3 separate regions of the Macaca mulatta genome follow, and regions 1 and 3 are each linked to region 2. Evidence: chromatin contacts called from public Hi-C data. All regions are on one chromosome and are shown on one strand. Each heading gives the region's core, a stretch centred on a gene start, on an enhancer-like site or on the middle of the called end of the contact. The rest is flanking DNA. Distances are from core to core; before and after follow the strand shown.

What was found. Hi-C and Micro-C count contacts between places; a contact is called where the count stands out from the background.
Region 1: a Hi-C map of fetal cortex germinal zone shows a contact between it and region 2, with 2.3 times the contacts expected there. The contact joins the enhancer-like site here to the promoter of TIMP3 in region 2. A contact is called at or near these places in 3 of 14 Hi-C or Micro-C datasets (cortical neurons, fetal cortex germinal zone and liver).
Region 3: a contact with region 2 is called in a Hi-C map of blood, with 4 times the contacts expected there. The contact joins the enhancer-like site here to the promoter of TIMP3 in region 2. A contact is called at or near these places in 4 of 14 Hi-C or Micro-C datasets (CD4 T cells, blood, fibroblasts and 1 more).

What each region holds. Positions count from the first base shown.
Region 1 is chr10:18,514,578-18,517,277 of T2T-MMU8v2.0, forward strand. The region is part of intron 2 of SYN3 (synapsin III); the gene reads left to right. Among named protein-coding and RNA genes, the nearest start is that of SYN3, 67 kb to the left of the region's middle. Within about 2 kb of position 1,279, at least 6 of the 40 cell types and tissues checked have an H3K27ac peak or open chromatin away from gene starts, as enhancers often do. A contact at or near this core is called in fetal cortex germinal zone, where this site is marked.
Region 2 is chr10:18,698,759-18,701,543 of T2T-MMU8v2.0, forward strand. It overlaps TIMP3 (TIMP metallopeptidase inhibitor 3), which reads right to left and starts at 1,377. Exons shown (of 5, transcript NM_001032956.1): 1 at 1,215-1,377. The coding sequence starts at 1,335. The region is part of intron 6 of SYN3 (synapsin III); the gene reads left to right.
Region 3 is chr10:18,846,453-18,849,152 of T2T-MMU8v2.0, forward strand. The region is part of intron 6 of SYN3 (synapsin III); the gene reads left to right. Among named protein-coding and RNA genes, the nearest start is that of TIMP3, 150 kb to the left of the region's middle. Within about 2 kb of position 1,324, at least 2 of the 40 cell types and tissues checked have an H3K27ac peak or open chromatin away from gene starts, as enhancers often do.

The sequences.
Region 1 (2,700 bases), core at 29-2,528, 180 kb before region 2:
ATTGGAGCTCAGGAGATGAACTTTCTTTTTTTTTCCCTAGATGGAGTCTCGCTCTGTCACCCAGGCTGGAGTGCAATGGAGTGATGTCACCTCACTGCAACCACCGCTTCCCAGGTTCAAACAATTCTCCTGTCTCAGCCTCCCCAGTAGCTGGGACTACAGATGCCCACCACTACCCCTGGCTAATTTTTGTATTTTTAGTAGAGATGGGGTTCCACTGTATTGGTCAGGCTGGTCTTGAACTCCTGACCTCAGGTGATCCAACCGCCTTGGCCTCCCAAAGTGCTGGGATTACAGGCGTGAGCCACCATGCCTGGCTGAGATGAATTTTTTAAATGATGTAAAGCCAAGTTTAGAAATCCCCCAGCTAGAGGACTTGTTTCGTGAGACTCCCACCTGGTAGAACTGGAACCAATGGGGGAAAACAAAGAGGGAGACATATTTCAGCTCAATATACAGAAAATTCATCTAATTGACCAAGTCATCCAGAGACTGAGTGGGCTACCGGGTGAGGCAATGAGCTCCCCATCACGTGCAGGTGTTCAGACACAGCTTGGCTACCCATTTGGGAAAAATAATGGGGCTTAGACCATGAAGGGGTCAGGCTGCAAGCCTTTAAAAAGGAAGCTCGGACTTGAAACCTTTTATTTTCTCTCTGATGTCTTCTCTAGTCACTTCTCATGCCCTTGCCTTGGGCAAACTCTGAGGAGTTTCAGCATTTCACTTGTGAGTCGTGTTTTATCCTCCACAACCTGGCTTTCTGGCCCAGGCCCTCCAAGTGACCTTCTTTCCAAAGAGTCCCTCGGATGCACGAGTCTTCTTGAGCAATAGCTACTCCTGGGGTGGAGTTGATTTCTGCCTGAGTTACAGCCTTGCCCTGGGGGAGGCAGGGCTCTGGGCAGATGCCAGCCTCATTACAGAACGTCTAGGAAGCCCTGGGGCCTGTGGAGGCCTGCCTGGGACGTGCATCTTCGACAGGAGAGAAGCCATCTGTGACGGCAGGAGAAGGGATGGTGCTTCATTTCCATTTTCCTGACTTCCTGCCCTGGGTTTGCAGGAGGGACAAGAGTGCGGGTTTCCTGAAGATTTGCGCTGAGCTAATTGCCATCTTCAGAATAGGCTTAGCGAAATTAGGGGTTGCCTGTGCAGCTGCTCAGAGGGGACAAATCAGTCTGTGAGTGAAGGGGCAGGTGGTAGGAAAAAGCACAGGCATAGAGAAATATTTCCCTGCTATAAGAAAAGCAGCAGCATAGGCTCTATGACAGATGATGTCTGCCACTTGGCTTTGGCTGCAGAGATGACAGGGAGCACTGGGAACTGTGTTGGGTGTGAGAACTGATGCCTCCTCTGAGGCAGCAGCTGCAGGCCATGCAGCCAGTTTTTGCCATATGGGAATAAGGGCCTGGTGTTGTTGAGTTACTGATTTTCAAGAAAAGTCAGAGATACGAATTTTTATATGAATGTTCTATTATTATTATTATTATTACTATTATTGAGATGGAGTCTCACTGTCTTACCCAGGCTGGAGTGCAGTGGTGCAGGCTCGGCTCACTGCAACCTCTGCCTCCTGAGTTCAAGCTGTTCTCCTGCCTCAGCTTCCCCAGTAGTGTGCACCACAATGCCGGGCTAATTTTTTTTTTTTTTTTTTTTTTTTGAGGCGGAGTCTCACTCTCGCCCAGGCTGGAGTGCAGTGGCACTGTCTTGGCTCACTGCAACCTCCGCCTCCTGGGTTCAAGCAATTCTCCTGCCTCAGCCTCCTGAGTAGCTGGGACTACAGGCACACACCACCACGCCCGGCTAATATTTTTTGTATTTTTTTAGTAGAGACAAGGTTTCACTGTGTTGGCCAGGATGGTCTCAATCTCTTGACCTTGTGATCTGCCTGCCTTGGCCTCCCAAAGTGCTGGGATTACAGGCGTGAGCCACTGCGCCTGGCCATTTTTTTTTTGTATTTTTAGTAGAGATGGGGTTTCGCTATGTTGGCTAGGCTGGTCTCGAACTCCCAACCTCAAGTGATCCGCCCACCTCAGTCTCCCAAAGTACTGGGATTACAGGCGTGAGTCACCTTGCTAGCGAATGTTCTATTTTAAAAGTAAAATTATACAATTTAAGTGCAACAAAACAAGACTGTGGATTCTATGAGGTCTACTAGTTAGCAACTTCTGATAAAGAAGACAGGCGTCAGAGTAACTATTTGGTCTAGTTCCTCTTCTGGGACTATCTCCTGGCTAGACAGTAAAAACCAGGATGGCAAGGGGGCTGTTTTGTTCAGTGCAATTTCAAGGGCCTATCTAACACAGTGCTGAGAATATAGTATATCCTAGATGGATGGATATGTGGATGGATGGGCGAATGTATGGATGGATGGGTGGATGGGTGGGTAGGTGGGTGGATGGATGCATGGATGGATGCATGGATGGATGAATATGTGGATGGATGGATGGATAGATGGATGGATGGATGGATGGATGGATGGATGGATGGATGGTTGGATGGATTCATGGATGGGTAGTTGGGTGGATGAATAGATAATAAATGCTCTTAGCCTCTCTTTTGGTGCTCTGCACTTTTCACCTTGACAGGCTCCACATTCCCTTGCCAAACAAGACACACAATATCCCCATGATCCCCTTATCTTCCTTATGCCATCAAAAACCCTTTTCTGGAATGATCAGATATTAGTCACTTGCACCTTGGTAT
Region 2 (2,785 bases), core at 127-2,626:
CCACAACACACTGGTAGAGTCCCTCACCCAAGACTCAGTGGAAAATTTCCTTCTCCTTTATGACTGTACTTAAAACACACACGCTCCATTCTTCACCTCTGAATCGACACAGGCAGAGGGCGGCAAGGCTGTCCCACCCCACCGCCCAGCCCAGCGCGTAAACACACACACTCTCCCAGGAGGGCCACTGGACTTGCACACTTTATGGGCTGGAAAGGAGGAGAGAAATGTTTCCCAGATGCCACTCCGCCTTTGGCCATCCAAACACGACTGTCCCAAACACTCCCAGACAAGCCTCCCAGGATGCTCTCGGGGCCCTCCATACACGCTAAGGAGTAGGAGGTCTACTCTTTACAGGGTCTCTCTACTCAAGACACTAAGTCCAGTCTGGAACTGTCACCGTGATGTGACCCCTTGGCAGCTTTGTTCTTTTGGTGACAAATCTGTTTTCCACTGCCCATTCTCCCCCTCCCCACAAGCATTCAAGGAAAAAAAAAATAGCCTTCCTGTGAATTTTCACAGCTATGTGGTAAGTGACCCCTCTCACACGCCACCTTCTGCTGGCTATCAGCACTCTCAAACACAGTGCCTCCAGGGGGTGGGTCAACGCCACAGCTTTCTCCTCATTTTCCCCCTTAAATCCACCCAAACTTGGCAGTCCCAGAAGCTCAGTTAGCGCTTGCTTGGGAAGCCTGCAGCTGGGTTGGGTCTCAGTGAAAAGAATGAATTTCATGGGCGCAGGCGATGATGCAGACTCAGAGTACTCCGAGTTTCTCCTGCAACTTTCCGTGCACATGGCTGGCAACTTTTTTTTTTTTTTTAAACTATTCAATTTCCCAGCACTTTAGTTAGTATTCCAAGTTTGGGGAACCCACCCTTTCCTCACCCTTCTCTTCTAGCCCTTCCTCGTTAGTAGTGAATGGGGACATTTTCCAGATGTCAAAAGGACCAGTAGGAACCCCACGCCCTAAGTTAGGAAAGCAAAGGCGGCCAGGGGCTCACTCAGCCACTGTGAGCCTCCTCCGCAGGGCATCTTCCCCTCTCAGTTATGCCAGCGCCCCCGCCCAAGGACATCGAGTTTCTCCACTCCGTCCCAACCCCATTTGCCCCTCTCCTGGGGCAGAGGAAAGGAGTGGGGCTCGCCCTGCCTCCCTAAGCAGCGCTGCAGTCCCGGCTGCAGCTTGGAGCTCGGGCGGGGCACCAGGAGCGCTTACCGATGTCGGAGTTGCAGAAGGCGTCCTGGGGGTGGCTGGGCGAGCATGTGCACGCCTCGGCGCCCCAGTCCCCCAGGCTCCAGCTGCCCAGGAGCACGATGAGCCCGAGCCAAGGAGTCATTGCCGCTGCTGCCGCCGCTGCCGGGGCTGCTGCTCGCCTCTCCAAAGTTGCCGTGCGCGCCGCCGGCGGGGCTGCTGCAGCCCGAGCTCGCTCGCCCGCCGGGCCGTGCGGGGCAACTTTGGCCTCCGGCGCGCTGCCCTCCGAGTGCCCGGCGGGACGGGATGGGGTGCGGCGAGGCTGCCTCGGCGCTGGCGCAGGACTCCGCGGGCGGCCTCCCTGCGAAGGAGCAGGAGCTGGAGGAGCAAGAGGAGGAGGAGAAGCCGTCTGAGCGCCCGCCGCCTTCCTGCTGCCCGCTCTGCGCCGCTGCCTGGGCGGCCGAGTGATATAGCGCTGGGCCCCCGGGGACCCCGCCTCGGGCTGTTGGGGCCCGCCCCCTCAGACCAATGGCAGAGCCGCATTACCTCATCGGCCCTCCAAAAAGGGGGCGGGGCCGGGGGCACGGGGCAACGGGGCGGGGCCGCCCCCGGACCGTTCAGATCCTTATAGGGAATAATACCGACGTGGGCACGCGAGTGGGTGGGCTGGGGCGCGCCCGGGACCGGTGCTTGCAGCTGGGTCCTCCGAGCGGCGCCCTCGTGCCCCTTCTCGTCTGTGCCCTCTCCCCACGCTCACCTGGGCCACTGGGTGCTTCTGACCCAAACCAGAACGAACTACCACCCACCCACCCCAGCAGGACCGTTTACACAGGTCAGGGGTGGCCATGTCCTAGAGACCTTGACTGAGCCTGGTGGAACCAGTGGGGGAATGCTGACTGCTACCCCGAGCAGGGACAGAGGAGGAAGACCCAAACACTCTCTCTCTCTCTGTCTCTGTCTCTCTCTTTCTCTCTCGTTCTTACTCTCTGGGATATGGGAAGCCATCTGCCTTTTGCAGCTGGCTATGATACATGATAGAAGACTGTTTTTCTATGCTCCCCCAGAGCAAACGGGGTTCTGTATTGATTCAGCAAACACGGTTCAGGATGCTGGGTTAAGCAACACAAAGCCCTTGCCCCCGTGCACATCAACGAATGCACAGGGTGATTTTCTATGATGCTAGGGCTATGAAGAAAACAAAACAGAGTTCAGGGTTGGACGTGACTGGGGAGGGCGCTGCTCTCTCTGCAACAGCAAGGGAAGGGCTCCCTGAAGTGCCATCTTCGCTGAGAAGTGGACAAAGAGAAGGATCAGCTATGGGGCAAGCCACAGGAGAGAGGTACCAGGCAGGGGGAACAGCAGGTGCAAAGGCCCTGGGCATGTTTGGAAGACAGAAAGTAGAAAGGCAAGAGGAAGTGGTTCCCCGCCCATGGCTGACAGGGCTCCACCCTTCAGCAAGGGATTTGGGGGTGAGCTGATCCAAAACTCTAGTAAAACCAGGAGAATGATCCAGGATCCTAGATGACTAACTATAATGGATGATTGCAAATAACTAACACAATTACTATCCTTATTATTGACATCTTGATTCTGCT
Region 3 (2,700 bases), core at 74-2,573, 150 kb after region 2:
CAGCTTAGCAGTAACTGAGTATTTACTATGTGCCAGGCATCGTGCTAATGCTATTGTATTAACTCATTTCCTCGTAATGACAGCCTTATGAAGTGGGTATTTTTATTATCCCCATTTTACAGATGAGGAACTTGGAAAGGTCAGTAACTTGGCCAAAGCCCCATAGCCAGTTAAGTGGCATATCTGGGACTCAGGCCCAGGTCAGTAAGATGCCAAAGCACGTGCTTTGGAACACTAACTATATTGGTCCCATAGTTACTTGGTAATAAAATCAAAGTAGTCAAAGAGCTGCAGAGGGAAATGATGAGTTCCGTCTGGGGAATCCAAGAAAGGCACTGAGAAGGCAGCTGTGTGTACACGTCTGTAGCTCAGGAATGATGAACAGACTAGAGATAAGATTTGGGAGTCCTCAGCTGAATGATAGCCACTGAAACCATGAACATGGACATGAGATAAGACAAGAAAGCCCTGTAGAACTAAGGCATCTGAGAGCCAGGGAAGGAGAAAAGAATGCTGAAAAGGAGACATTACAGAGGTAGGAGTGGATGCATAGGGGGAATACCTAGAAACCCATGAGCATTAATTTCACGTTAATTTCACTACGCAGATGGCCAATCAGATGACAACTGCAAAAAGACCTTTAGATTTTGCACGTGACCCCACAGATGATTCTGGGTAAAACAGACTCCCTAGACTGGTAGGTAAGAGGAAAGGGACAATGGAGAGATTTATAACTAAACTTGGTATGACTTTTCATCTGTCACATTCCATGGAAAAAAAGTATCCTTTGTCAAACTACATTTCCTGACTTGGAGGCTAAGAAAATTCAGTCGCTGCAGCAAGATGCAAGATGCAACTTGGCTGTGGACATTTGGCAAGCCACGTACATCCCCTCTTGAGGCCTCAGTTTCCTCATCTGCACATAGAGTTATTGGATGAGACATACTCCAAGTTTTCTCCCAGATCCAAAATTCTATTCCCTTCCGTTCCAGATGCTCTTTGAGGATGCTGGTGTTGACAAGAAAGGTGGGGTGAAAGAGAAGGACCCCACTTGACCACAACAGGTCCCCTTGTATCCTGTTCCCTCTCCATCTTATTTTCTCCACTGTGCTCTAAGGCAGTTGTGGAGCCAATGATGAAAACCACATGTTTCTGGGCAGCCCTGCTGTTGCACAATGCCGCCAAGGGGAGGGCAAAAAGAAAGAAAGAAAGAAAAAAAAAAGAAAGTAAGAAAGGAAAGAAAAGAGCTTTGGAATTCTCAGCTTCCACAGACAATTCCCCCATTGATGTGCTGTGAGTCACGGCGGGCCGCCAGGCCATCATGGTTTCTGAATCACTTCCTTCAAGAGGGGCTCTCCACTTGTTCCCGGGCTGACTTTGACCAGGGCTGGAATGCAAGGAGGTTGGACCCTTTGAGTGGCTCTGACTGCCTTCCTCTTTGCTGGAGCCCCAGGGGGGAAGGTGGAGGTGCTAGGCAGCAGGGCATAGGGGTCTGAATGGAATTGAAGACAGCAGAGAAGCAGGTTGGACCTGCTTGTCCCAATTGGTGGACCCAACTCATGCCCCTCTCTCTCTCTCTGTTAGAGGTGCAAATGATATAAAATCCCAGATTAAAGGCCAAAGTTTTCTCTGGTGGACACTAGACTCAGCCAGATCCGGAATTTCTATCCTCTCCACCTTGACATCCTGGCTGATGTGGACAAGGTTGACATCTTTTGAGCAGAGATAGGAAAGTTGATCCCAGCCATTTCTCCAATGGCTCACATTAGGGAACTTTGAACGGTGCTCTCAGTCTCCCATCTTGCAATTTCCATCTTTGAGGTCAAGGATGTTAGTGGACCAAGAAGCCCTCACCTGGGTAGTGGTCCTTAGGTGAGAGTCTGTTTTAAGTTCTTGCTTAAAATAAGCTTCATTTTTTTCGACCAAGAGCCGTATTCCTTACTCTGGGTCAGACTCTGTGTAGGCACCATGGATTCCAAGAGGAAATAGACATGGTGCCAACTGGACAAAAGAGAATGACAAGTAAATAAGTAATGATGCAAATTTATCAGCAGACGCAGACTTGGGGACAAGGGGAGCTCCAGAAGGCAGCCAGACCGGTTTGTTGGATGGAGCATTTAGCACCATTTTCCTTTGCACAACCACCATTCCTTCCCCCGCAAGCCCCCTAACCCCAGGACTTTCCAGAAGATCAATATGAATGGGCCCTGGATTAGAGATGAAGTGGTCTCTCCACCAACACAAGGTGCTGTTTCTCAATGACCCCAGATGTTGGGGAATATGCTAGAATGCCGCCACCTGGTGGGCGCACGGAGCCGTGTCCACTGCGCAACTGCTGCATCTGGGGCAAGTGTCAGAGACGCGTTGACCCGGAAGCCATGCCCAAAAGAAACCAGGTTTGACACGGCTACTTACTTGACTAATGTTATAGGTAATGAGGAAAAGAAGCATCTTTACCTTTTAAGGAGTCCTCCTGTTCACATTCAGCTGGCTGTCTCCTCTTAAGGAGGTGGACTTGGAGGAAAAGTTAGTTTAGAGCAGGCACCGTATCTTCATCTTCTCTATGCCTCTCATAGCCTCTAGCAGCAGATCCAGGAGGTAATGGGTGCTCAGAGAATGGATGTTCAATAGGATCACTTACTGCGTATGATCAGCCAGAACAATAGCAAGGGTTCTCTCTATCTTGCACCCCCATATCTC